Linked DNA regions of Mus musculus: region 2 is linked to region 1. The links are chromatin contacts, called in public Hi-C maps. All regions are on one chromosome and are shown on one strand. Each heading gives the region's core, a stretch centred on a gene start, on an enhancer-like site or on the middle of the called end of the contact. The rest is flanking DNA. Distances are from core to core; before and after follow the strand shown.

Region 1 (5,344 bases), core at 1,239-3,738:
CGGGAGACTAAGAACCTTAAACAAAACATGTTCAAAGTCCATGGAGAGGATTATGGGAAGGGCTTCCTTTAAGTCATGTTTAGCTATTTATAGTTACCAGGTATTACTGTAGTTAGAAAAATGGCCAGATCTAGTTAATCTGGAGGAAAGAAATTGCAAACAGTAGCACCCCAGTTTCATTTGCAAGAGTGAGCTGGACGTGGGCTTTAGAATCCTACAGAAGCCTGACATGACCATGAGTTTTCTGTCAAACTGAGGAATCATCATTTACATGAGATAATGTCTTTAGAATCATAAGACTACAAAAAAAAAAAAAAAAGAAAAGAAAAAGAAATCATAAGACACTAACCCTAAAGTAACATCAAGGCGTTCAGGCACCAGCATTGCACATGTGTGTGGGTGGTGCACTAGGATAAATGAATCCATCCTTCTGCAGAGAGTGCTGAGGGCACACAGTGTCTGACACTGGCCCAAGCACTTGTTTTCACTAGAACAACTGCTGGTGGGGTGGGGAGGTACTCAAACAAGTGACAACAAGAATATGGCATTGCTGTCCTTGCTGAGGTGGTGGCTGCTTCTGTTGCTGCTGCTTTCTTCTTCTTCTTCTTCTTCTTCTTCTTCTTCTTCTTCTTCTTCTTCTTCTTCTTCTTCTTCTTCTTCTTCCTCTTCCTCTTTTTCTTCCTTCTCCTTCTTCTCCTCCTCCTCCCCTTCTTCTTCTTCTTCTTCTTCTTCTTCTTCTTCTTCTTCTTCTTCTTCTTCTTCTTCTTCTTCTTCTTCTTCTTCTTCTTCTTCTTCTTCTTCTTCTTCTTTCTCTCTCTCTCTCTCTCTCTCTCTCTCTCTCTCTCTCTCTCTCTCTCGATATATATCAGGATGACCTTGAATTTGTGGCTATGCTCCTGCTTCTGCCTCCAGGGTGCAGAGTACTGGGATTGCAAGCATGTACCATGATACTTAGCTAGAAATTTTTATTTGTTTTTTGAGACTGGGTTTCTTTATGTAGCCCTGGCTGTCCTGGAACTTACCATGTAGACCAGGCTCCAATTCAGAGATCCACCTGCTTCTCCATGCTTTGCTTTGGGGATTCTTCTCTTTTCTCTTCTTTTTTTTTTCTTCTTTCCTTTTAAAATGTATATGAGCACACTGTTGCTGGCTTCCAACATATCAGAAGAGGTCATCAGATCTCATTAAAGGTGGTTGTGAACATATGTGGTTGCTGGGAATTGAACTCAGGATCTCTGGAAGAACAGTTAGTGCTCTTAACTGCTGAGCCATCTCTCCAGCCCCACCTAGGGAATTTTTAATAATTGAAATTACCCAACATATGTAATGGAATGTCTCATGCTTACATTCAGAAAAGAAATAATAAAAAACAAATCTTGTTACGAAGAAAACCGGGTATGGAAATACCAAGTCAATGAACTTGGTCCAAGTTCAAGGTCAGTAGAGGGGCTGCACTCCCTGTGCCTCGATCCCAGCCCTTCTACTCTTACAAACATGCAGCATGCCTACTACTCCGACTTTTCTTTCCTTTGTTTTTAAAGACAGGGTCTCACTATGTAGCCTTGGCTAGCCTGGAACTCACCATGTAGACCAGGATGGACTCTTAACTCCTAGAGATCATCTGCCTCTACCTAGTGCTAAGATTAAAGACATCCTCAGTGTCCCCCATCCTCCAGTGTCCCCATCCTCCAGTGTCCCCCATCCTCCAGTGTCCCCCATCCTCCAGCTCACCTGCTGCATCTGAGTTCCCACTGTAAAGGAGATCACAGATGTTTCCCCACTCGGGGTTGGTGAAGGTTAAGGGGAGCATCAGAGAGACCTTAAGTCTGGTTCTCACCGACTTTATACCTTGCCCAATGGCACATGCCAGCATGAGAAACACGGAAATTTGGCAAACCATGCAATCTACCAGGAACTCAGCTGTGAAGGGAGAGACAGTCCAAGATTGCCTGCAAAGTTTCTGCTTCCTCTCAAGCCCTCCAGAGGCCCCAGAGGAAGGAGTCCTGACCCTGCCATCTTCCTTAGACTCCAGGGCCTCCTTTTCTCTAAAGAGGCGTGGAGGGTGCTGAGTGTGGGGTGAAGGGGAGATCAGTGCAGCCAGGCTGCAGTCAGGCACAGGAGGCTGACCTTCAGTTAGCTGCTGCTAGACTGAGCTCCCACTAGTTACCTAGGAAGGCACCCAAAAGCACCGGGAGGCTGGGGGGCGGCGGGTTGGGGCAGAGACCACCCAGGAGAAATGAAGGGCTTGGTGTGGGGAGGGAAAGGAGGAAGCGGGGTGGGGGCAGTATCAGAGAAGAAGGGGCACTAGAGAGTGAGGAAAAAAGCAGAAGTCATTGTGTGGGGAGAAGGTTGAGGGATGATGCCGAAAAAGAGGAAGGGGTCAGCGGTGGCGGTAAGACTTTGGAGAAGGAAGGAGAAAGTCGAGAGGGAGGGAAGAGGAGGCGGTCCTGATTCTCCACTTTACTGCCCATTCCTTCTCCCTTGCTGAAACATCCAGCCGGTGCCTTTGTGGCCTCTTGGGCTGGGTTGCAATCTCATGCCAACCCGCTTGCCGGTTGTCAGGAGGCCTCTGGGGAGGACGCTGCAGGAGCCTCAAACGCCACCTACTCCCGGCCTCTCTCCCGGTTGATGTTTCTATTTTGGGCACCACATTATTTCCTGCTGTGATTTTTTTTTTCAGGCTTCTAATTCAGGCTCTGAGGTAAGCTGTGACATCCGCTCGTGCCCGCAGGCCCCTCCCGCACACTGCTTGTCCTCCTGGGGCGCGGGCACCCCTCAGGCCCAGCAGCAGTCCAGCCACTGCGGGGAGTCTTGGCAGGGCCTGCCTAAAAATAAGCTTTCGGATTTCCCCTCCCCCTGGTAGGGCAAAAGGAGGCTAGCTGGAATAGATTTCTAGGCAAGGATTTGAGGGGGTGATGGAGTGAGGTTGACAGGGACCTGCTATAAACTGTGCCATTGTGCCTAGGAATGGGAGTCCAACGCTTCCGTGTCCGAAGTCTGTTTAACTATATTTGGACAATGACCCTTTAGAGATGCTGATAAAGGCTACACAGAATCCCAGAAACTGTCCACAACAAACTCACAGGTAGGTTCCTGGTAATTTTGGGTTTGTGCACTTCCTTGAGTCGGGGAGCCCTTGTTCAAAGCCCTGGGTATGCATGGACGCCTCCCTCCCTGATCTCTCCTCTCAACCTCAGTATGCCTCATTATATTTAATCAATATGTGCTTAAAAAGAAGAAGTCTCTGTATGTGCAAGTACTTCAAGCACAGGCAGATTATAAGCTATGTCCTTAGGGAAACAACAGCCTCTTAAAACTGTCTTCTGGTTTACTCCCAAGGACCTGCTGGCCATCTGGCAGTGAGGGCACCCACTGCATTGGGTTCTGGCAGATTTAAGTTCCGAACTCAATTAAGTAGGCTCTGTTTTTGTTTTTCCTGACTTCTCTCTCACAGCAGACAAAATGGTAAAGCTCCCGGGAGTCTCACCCATCCCAGTCCATGGGGGTGACTTTAGCTGAGACTCCTAGCAGTGAGGATATGGAGCCTGTTGTGCTTGTAGACAGGAGCCTAGCATAACTCCTCTGACAGCTACCCAGCAGCTGACTGAAACAGATGCTGAGTCCCACAGTCAAACATTAAATGGAGCTTGGGGACTCTTGTGGAAGAGTTGTGGGAAGGATTGCAGGCCCTGAAGGAAATAGGAACTCTACAAGAAGACCAACAAAGTCAACTAACCTGGACCACTAGGGGCTCCCAGAAACTGAACCATCAACCAAAGAGCATACACAGGCTGGACCTAGGCCTCCTTGCACATATGGAACAGATATGTAGCTTGGTCTTCATGTGGATCTCCCAACAACTGGAGCAAGGGCTGTCCCTGAATCTGTTGCCTGCCTGTGGGTCCTGTTCCCTTAACTAGGCTGCCTTGTCTGGCCTCAGTGGGAAAGGATGTGCCTAGCCCTGCAAAGACTTGATGTACCTAGGTTGGGGGATAACCGAGGGAAGAGGGAGGGTTCCATCTTCTCAGAGGAAAAGGGGATGGGGGACTGTGTGAAGGAGGTACGGGGAGAGGGGAGCAGCAATTGGGATGTAAAGTGAATAAATATATATATCAATGAATAAGTAGGAAAAACGATCAAGTTCCTCACATGGCTGAAAGTGAAAGAGGCAGCGTCTTTTAAAAGGTCTTGGTCACTGGAGGTTTTTTTTTGCTTTTGAATCACATGCACCTTGTCTGCTGTTGCCTTTATGAACATGTAACATCCAATAAATTTTGTTTTTTAAATCTTTATCATATTTTATTTGTGTGTGTGTCTGTAGACCAGGGTGGCTTCAAACTCAGAAATCCTCCTGCCTCTGCCTCCCAAGTGCTGGGGTTAAAGGTGTGCACTGCACACACACACCACCACTGGGCCTGGCTAATTTCTAGCCATACTACTTACTAGGAGGCAGAAACCCTGGGAGGTAACTAAGTCTCCCAGGAGACTTTCAAGAATAGTATTAGGAAAATGGCTTGAGAGAGCTTGTCTACTTTGTAAGGATCTGCTGGTGCCTTGAAATCTTGGACTTCCCAGTCTCTAGAACCTTGAGAAATGAAATTCTATTTAAAGATTACTCAACCTAACGTATCTTGTATGAGCCACCCAATGACTTGAAACAGGTACACTGAGCCCAAATTAAGGAAGTGATGTAAGATAAGCTATTTCTAGAACACTGAATGCGGACCAGGACCCGATCTCCAGGAAACTAGAGTGGCTCATTATGACATTACTAGACCTTCAAGTAGGCTTGCTCTTGACTCTAGATCCTCCATTTCCCACAGGGGTTCTCCTCCTAGCTCTACATGGGCACCAATCTGCCTGTATCTCCTTGGGAACTCTCTAGGGCTCCCATTTGCTTGTGACCCTTCACATTCTGATGGGCACTCTTGACTTCTTATCTCCCCTGACTTTTTATCTGGCCCACTTTAGTCTCCCTCATTAAAAAAAAATTAATCAAGAAATGCCCCTCGCCAAAAAGCAGGCACCCCAATTCCAATGCCTGGTGGGACAAGGCAGGTCATGAAATGGGTAAGTGGGTAAGGCAGACCAGGTTGGGGGTGAAGTGGCATTTAGACCCCAGGTGCCTAGTCTAAAGGGTACCAGCTACTTAGCTCCTCTTTATTTCAAGCCTAGTGTTAACCGATCTCCCAGAGTTGTTTGCTTGTGCTCTGGTTTGGTTTGGGTTTTTTGAAACAGGATTTCTATTTGCTACAGTTCTGCCTCTGCCTCCTAAGTGCTGGGATTAAAGACATGTACCACCATTTTTAGCAAATTTAGTTTTTTAGAAGTATCGTGCAGGACA
Region 2 (5,344 bases), core at 1,250-3,749, 530 kb before region 1:
GAAGTCAGGCTCCAAGCTTATTCTAGAGGATCTTGGAGTAAGGAGAGGGTACACACCTCACCCCTGTGCCTGCCTTCAATCACCCTGACCTTTGCCCCAAAATAGCTGGGGCACAGCCTGGTCCTCAGAGCTGGGAATGTGCCAGCGGCCAGCTGACTTTTCATTTTACAACCAAAGATGCAGAAGCCAGGGAGCAGAACAGAAAATCCCAGGCCTTGTAACAACTTTGCCTCTCTGTCAGCCCTTTCTACCACCCCTCACTCATTTCTAAAGTCTCAGCAACCAGGCATAAGGGTGTGTCCTAATCCAAGTTTCAGGAAAAGAAGTTGTGGAGCATCTAGATGGTTTGACTTTTCCTTCAGGACTTTGTGTCACCCTGGACCACAGTCAGCAAACCATCACTGGGGCCCTAACCCAGTGAACCATTGGTTTGGAGTTACGGTTAATTATAACTAATTCTCCTAAGGTCCTGGTCTTGGGAAAGGACAATACGTGTCCTTCTGACCATGACCTCTGGCTCTGAGGACTGTGACCCAGCTCCATCTCATCCCTCACAATGCTCCACAGCCCAGGCTTGCCCTCTTCCCAGAGCTGGTTGTATCTTAGGGATGATTGATGGAAACTTCATGGTAGGATTGTGCTGCCGTTTGAATGTGGTTTGTTCTTCTCAAACTCATGTTGAAATTTAAATTGCTTTATAAGGCAGTTTAAGGTGGGTCCAGATAGGACCTTTAAGAGGGAACTAGGGATCTCCTCTCATGAGCCATCCATGTGACCAATGGGTTATCTCTTGATCAGTGCTTCTCAACCTTCCTAAAGCTGTGACCCTTTAAGGCACTTCCTCATGTTGTGCTGACCCCCAACCATAAAATTATTTTTGTTGCTACTTCATAACTGTAGTTTTGTTACTGTTATGAATTGTAGTGTAAATGTCCCTAATAGTCTTAGGCAACCCCTGTGAAAGGTATTTTGACCTCCAAAGGGGTCAATGGTCCACAGGTTGAGAACCACTGCTCCACTATGCCTATATCAGCCATTTTTTCCTAGGTCTCTTACCATGTGGTGTCCTGTGCTACTTCAAGATTCTTCTGCAACAAAGCCATCCTTAGATGTGGCCCTGTGGTCTTAGACCAGAGCATGAGCCTGAATTTACATCTTCTTTATAACATACGCAGTCTATGCCATTGTATCATTAGCACAATAGATTAAGGAAATGGAGTAAGGAGGTGGAGTATGGAGATTAATAAGGACATGGAGTAAGGAGACATGGGCTAAGGAGATGGAATAAGGACATGGAGTAAGGAAATGGAGTAAGGTGATGGAGTAAGGAGATGGAGTAAGGTGATGGAGTAAGGAAACGGAGTAAGGTGATGGAGTAAGGAGATGGAGTAAGGAGATGGAGTAAGGAAACGGAGTAAGGTGATGGAGTAAGGAAACGGAGTAAGGTGATGGAGTAAGGAAACGGAGTAAGGAGATGGAGTAAGGAGATGGAATAAGGAGATGGAGTAAAGAGTTGAACTAAGGACATGGAGTAAAGAGATGGAGTAAGGACACAGACTAAGGACAGGAAGTAAGGACACGGACTAAAGAGATGGACAAGAAGCTAGTAGCGGTGATGGGGAGGGAGACCCCACAGCAATGGAAGAGCCCTGTCTTCTCTTGCTATGTGGTCCTGGCTACATCCTTTTCTTTCTGTGGCTCCAGCTATCAGTAAGGGGCAGGACTTGGGTATGGGGTCTAGATAGTCCTTCATGCTCTAATATTGGAGGATTTTACCACAGGCTGTTTATCTTATAAAAGTAAAGAATTAACAAGAAGAAATACACCCATGAGGCAGAGCATTTGAAGGTTAAAAAGGCCAGGTTTGCCAAGGGCAGCAGACTTCTCTTGGGGGACAGGTAGCAGATGGGAACTGGAGCTCAAAGTGGGAGCCAGTCACACAGGACTCAAGCTGTCACCTGCAGCCTGGTGCCAAATAAGCTTTTTGTGGAGAGTTGAAAGCCCAGACCGGGGAGCCACCAGCCTCCTGCTGCTCACTGGTGCGTGGGGTCCCATCTCAGGAGGTCATGGAGAGATGGCAAGAGTCATTGACAGCGTGTGTTGTCCAGTTTGTCATTCTTGTCACCCCTCTTACGCCATGGCAAACATGATCTTGAATTCTACAGAGGTCCACTGGGGAACTTGTACATACTGCATCCCCTAGGCATCCCTGCTTGGCAGGTGACTTGCCACACAGAAAACCAAAGATCCCACACCATCCATTTGTCTGCCGAGCCTGGCCTCTGCGGCTAGCACGTCTGGGAACACCTTCCTCCTCAGAGTTTCATGTTAAAAATCTAGTTGCCGTCCCTGCCTGCCTCTAACCAGAAGGACACAGACTCTCTGTGCCTTCTGTATTTCAACAAAATGACTTTTGCTGAAAAGCAAAGCTCACCAGAGCACCCAGCCTTGCGGTTTACCTCATGACATCATTTCCCTTCCTCTAGATGAACCAGAAGAGGCCAAGAGCTCAAAGTTTCAGCTGGCTTCGGGGAAGCAATGCCATCTCTGACTCAGGGTGGAAGGTTCAGAGAAGACATTTGGGGCTGTGGGATAAGGAAAAGGATCCTCAGACTCCGCCCTGATGCAGGTGATCTGGAATGCCCGAAGGGAAGGCTGCCTGGCCCCTAGTTTGTAGAAGGTTAGCATAGGATGCTCTAAACATGAGGGTTCGACATGCCCATGAGAAACCTTCATGGGGGCATCAGCACCCAGAGTCCTAACCTGAAGAGCTGGAGTGTTACCCTTGGCCACCTCAGGGTTCTGGGGGTAGGGTCCTGGGCCTTTGGCCACCTCCTACAGAAAGAGACTGGAAGACACCTAAGTCTGGAGAGTACAGCTCTCAGCCTCCCTTTCCCAAGTCTCCAGAGAACTGCATCTGTTCAGAGATAATGACAGGAGCAGTGACCACTGCCATGGTAACATCTGTACATGATCACTCTCCTTGCTGAATATCCCAGTGTGACCAGCCCCAGACTCACCAAGTCATCAAGTCATGCACAGCTCATTCTCAGAGCAATCCAATAATTGGCCTTTATTTCTCCTCTTTAATAAGGCTTCAGCTGTCAGAAACTAGCCAACTAGGATTGGAATCAGGTCCTGACCACAAGGGACCAGGGACTCAGAATATGCAAAAGGAGGCGTATTCCAGAAAGATGTGTGCATGTGTGAAGGGCAGAATGCAGGAGATCCAGAGCTCTGGATAGGACCTGGGTGGGATGGTAGGTGGGATGTAGACTGGAGAGCAGGGGGAGGGGGAGGCATGGGCTCAGCTTGAGCTACTAGCTAGGAGTGGAACTCTTGATGCTGGTGATATGTTACCATTGCGACAGATGATCCAGGGAGACACAGGTCAGAGCAGGTCAAAGCAGCGCTAGGCCTCAGTTCTGGCAGGCCTTCTTTCAGAGGCCAGTGTTCACGGGAGCCAGTCCAAGCGGGAGCTGTGTCAGTATCTTCTGCTCCAATTTATTCTCCTGCCTCTCTCCCTGTGGCCCTGATGCGTGCCATGGTCAGCTGTTGGGGCTTAGCAGTCCAGAGAAGAAGACCTGTACAACTTGGAGACAGTGGGTTTAGCTTAAGCCAAGCAGATAGAGTCCATGTGGGTGGTCTCCAGGACAGCCTGGGAGGAAACCAGGCAGGGTGGCTCCATCCTTGGCGAGGATTCTACAACTCATCTGGAGCAGGCACATCCACATTGTTGACTGGCTGTAGGGCCAGACTCCCAGGGTGCTGTCTCAAGCCATTGTTGGATGTCAGGAGCCATTCAGAAGTGGCCCCTGCTGCCCACAAACATCCTTGATAGCTCTCTGACCCATCTCCAGCCAGTGTCTCCTCTCACCAGTCAGTCTTCGGTACCACCACCAACAGCAGTTGGGGTTCATTTAATTGCCTCTGTGGCCTCACAATGAAGACAGGCAGGACCCTGAGCTGGACCATGAGACCCAGGGGTGACTTGGAGGTGAAGAAGAGACATTGGCAAGGGCAGTGATGCCTGAGCAAGAGCCCAGGGGACAGTGCAGAAACCCAGCTCTCCCTCCTAACACCCTTGGCAAGAGGCCCAGGCTCGGAGCTGGCCGCACAGGCTGATTCGTGACTGAGAAGCTGCTTAGGGGTAGGAGGGGCCTGGGAAAATCAAATTGCTGGGGTTTTGAGGCCCCGTGGGGCCTGCTCAAGCTGTGTGTGGCAGCTAAGGGCCTGGGGGGGGGCACGAGAAAGCCCTTTTCTTCATTAAGCAAGTGGGTGGAGATTGAAGTATAAACTGGAATACCTTCCCACTTGGGCTGGGACTGGGGATTCTGGAGAAGGGGCGCTCAGGAGAAGCAGGCTTGCCTCTTGGGTCTTTCAGAGACTCCTGCTCTGTTCCCTGCCATGGTAACTGATCAGTTCTGGAGATTTCTCTTTGTTGTCTAGTGGCCCAGGCATCCCACTGCAGTCGCTAGCTCCGGAACTTGAGAGGAGCCAGGCTCTCTCCCCACCCCCAGGTTACCACTGTCATCTCTACAAAGGACTGGGCTTGGGTGACAGAGACATGGTCTTCACAAGCACTGTTTAAAGGTCACAGTCACAGTGACCTTTGTAGATCACCAGGATGGTTAGGGTCAGCCACCAATGTCCAGATGGCACATCCCTGTATTGTCTGTAAGCACAATGTCTGGTGGAGCCATACCCGCTTTGGGCTTTAGTGTTCACACCTAGAAGGCCACAGGCAGAAACCTGGTGTGTTTAGCTCAGCAGCTCTGAACATCAAGTACCCACTTGCTATGCATAGCGTTCTTACTGCGATCTGGTGTAGACTCGGGAAGGACAGGCAGTGTGAGGCAGACTGAGGGGCAGCCTGGATGGCCACCGGGTGTGGGGAGAGGATAGTAACTTAGAAAAACGCTGTTGAGAGGAGATGGGGCTGAGATAGGTGAATCTGACAGAGGGCTGGAAGGGAGGAGAAAAGGGACCAGTGAGTGAGTGGATGGATGAATATGGGGGCATTCACTTGTACCGGCTGGGGTGCCATTGTTGCTCTGTGAGAATTTTCTTGGCCTGGGGCCAATACAGTCTTCTTCATATCTAGGGTAGTCCTGGGCCCAGGTACTTCTAGGGAGGGAGTGAGGACAGTCACATGGGTCCTTAAGAAACACCTATCCCATGTTTTCTTGCAACTGACATTGTGACAGGATAAAACACAGAAGGAAAATGGGGTTTCAGGACCCCCGTGGGGCCACCAATCACCTCGATCATCAGCATGTCCCTAACCTCCTCACTTCCATTTTGTTGTTCTGTTATTTTAAAACAGCAGTATACACAGTATTAT

What was found. A called contact is a pair of places that touch in the nucleus more often than the background predicts.
Region 2: a Hi-C map of bone marrow-derived macrophages shows a contact between it and region 1, with 22 read pairs. The contact joins the enhancer-like site here to the promoter of AI839979 in region 1. A contact is called at or near these places in 1 of 484 Hi-C or Micro-C datasets (bone marrow-derived macrophages) and 7 of 115 datasets of contacts at active chromatin or transcription factors (CD8 T cells, the NIH/3T3 cell line, double positive thymocytes and 4 more).

The regions. Positions count from the first base shown.
Region 1 is chr5:31,568,541-31,573,884 of GRCm38.p6, reverse strand. It overlaps AI839979 (expressed sequence AI839979), which reads left to right and starts at 2,488. Exons shown (of 3, transcript NR_102275.1): 1 at 2,488-2,701; 2 at 2,966-3,085; 3 at 3,455-4,293.
Region 2 is chr5:32,101,441-32,106,784 of GRCm38.p6, reverse strand. No RefSeq gene overlaps it. Among named protein-coding and RNA genes, the nearest start is that of Gm51292, 11 kb to the right of the region's middle. Within about 2 kb of position 2,499, at least 91 of the 459 cell types and tissues checked have an H3K27ac peak or open chromatin away from gene starts, as enhancers often do. A contact at or near this core is called in CD8 T cells, bone marrow-derived macrophages, memory CD8 T cells and 1 more, where this site is marked.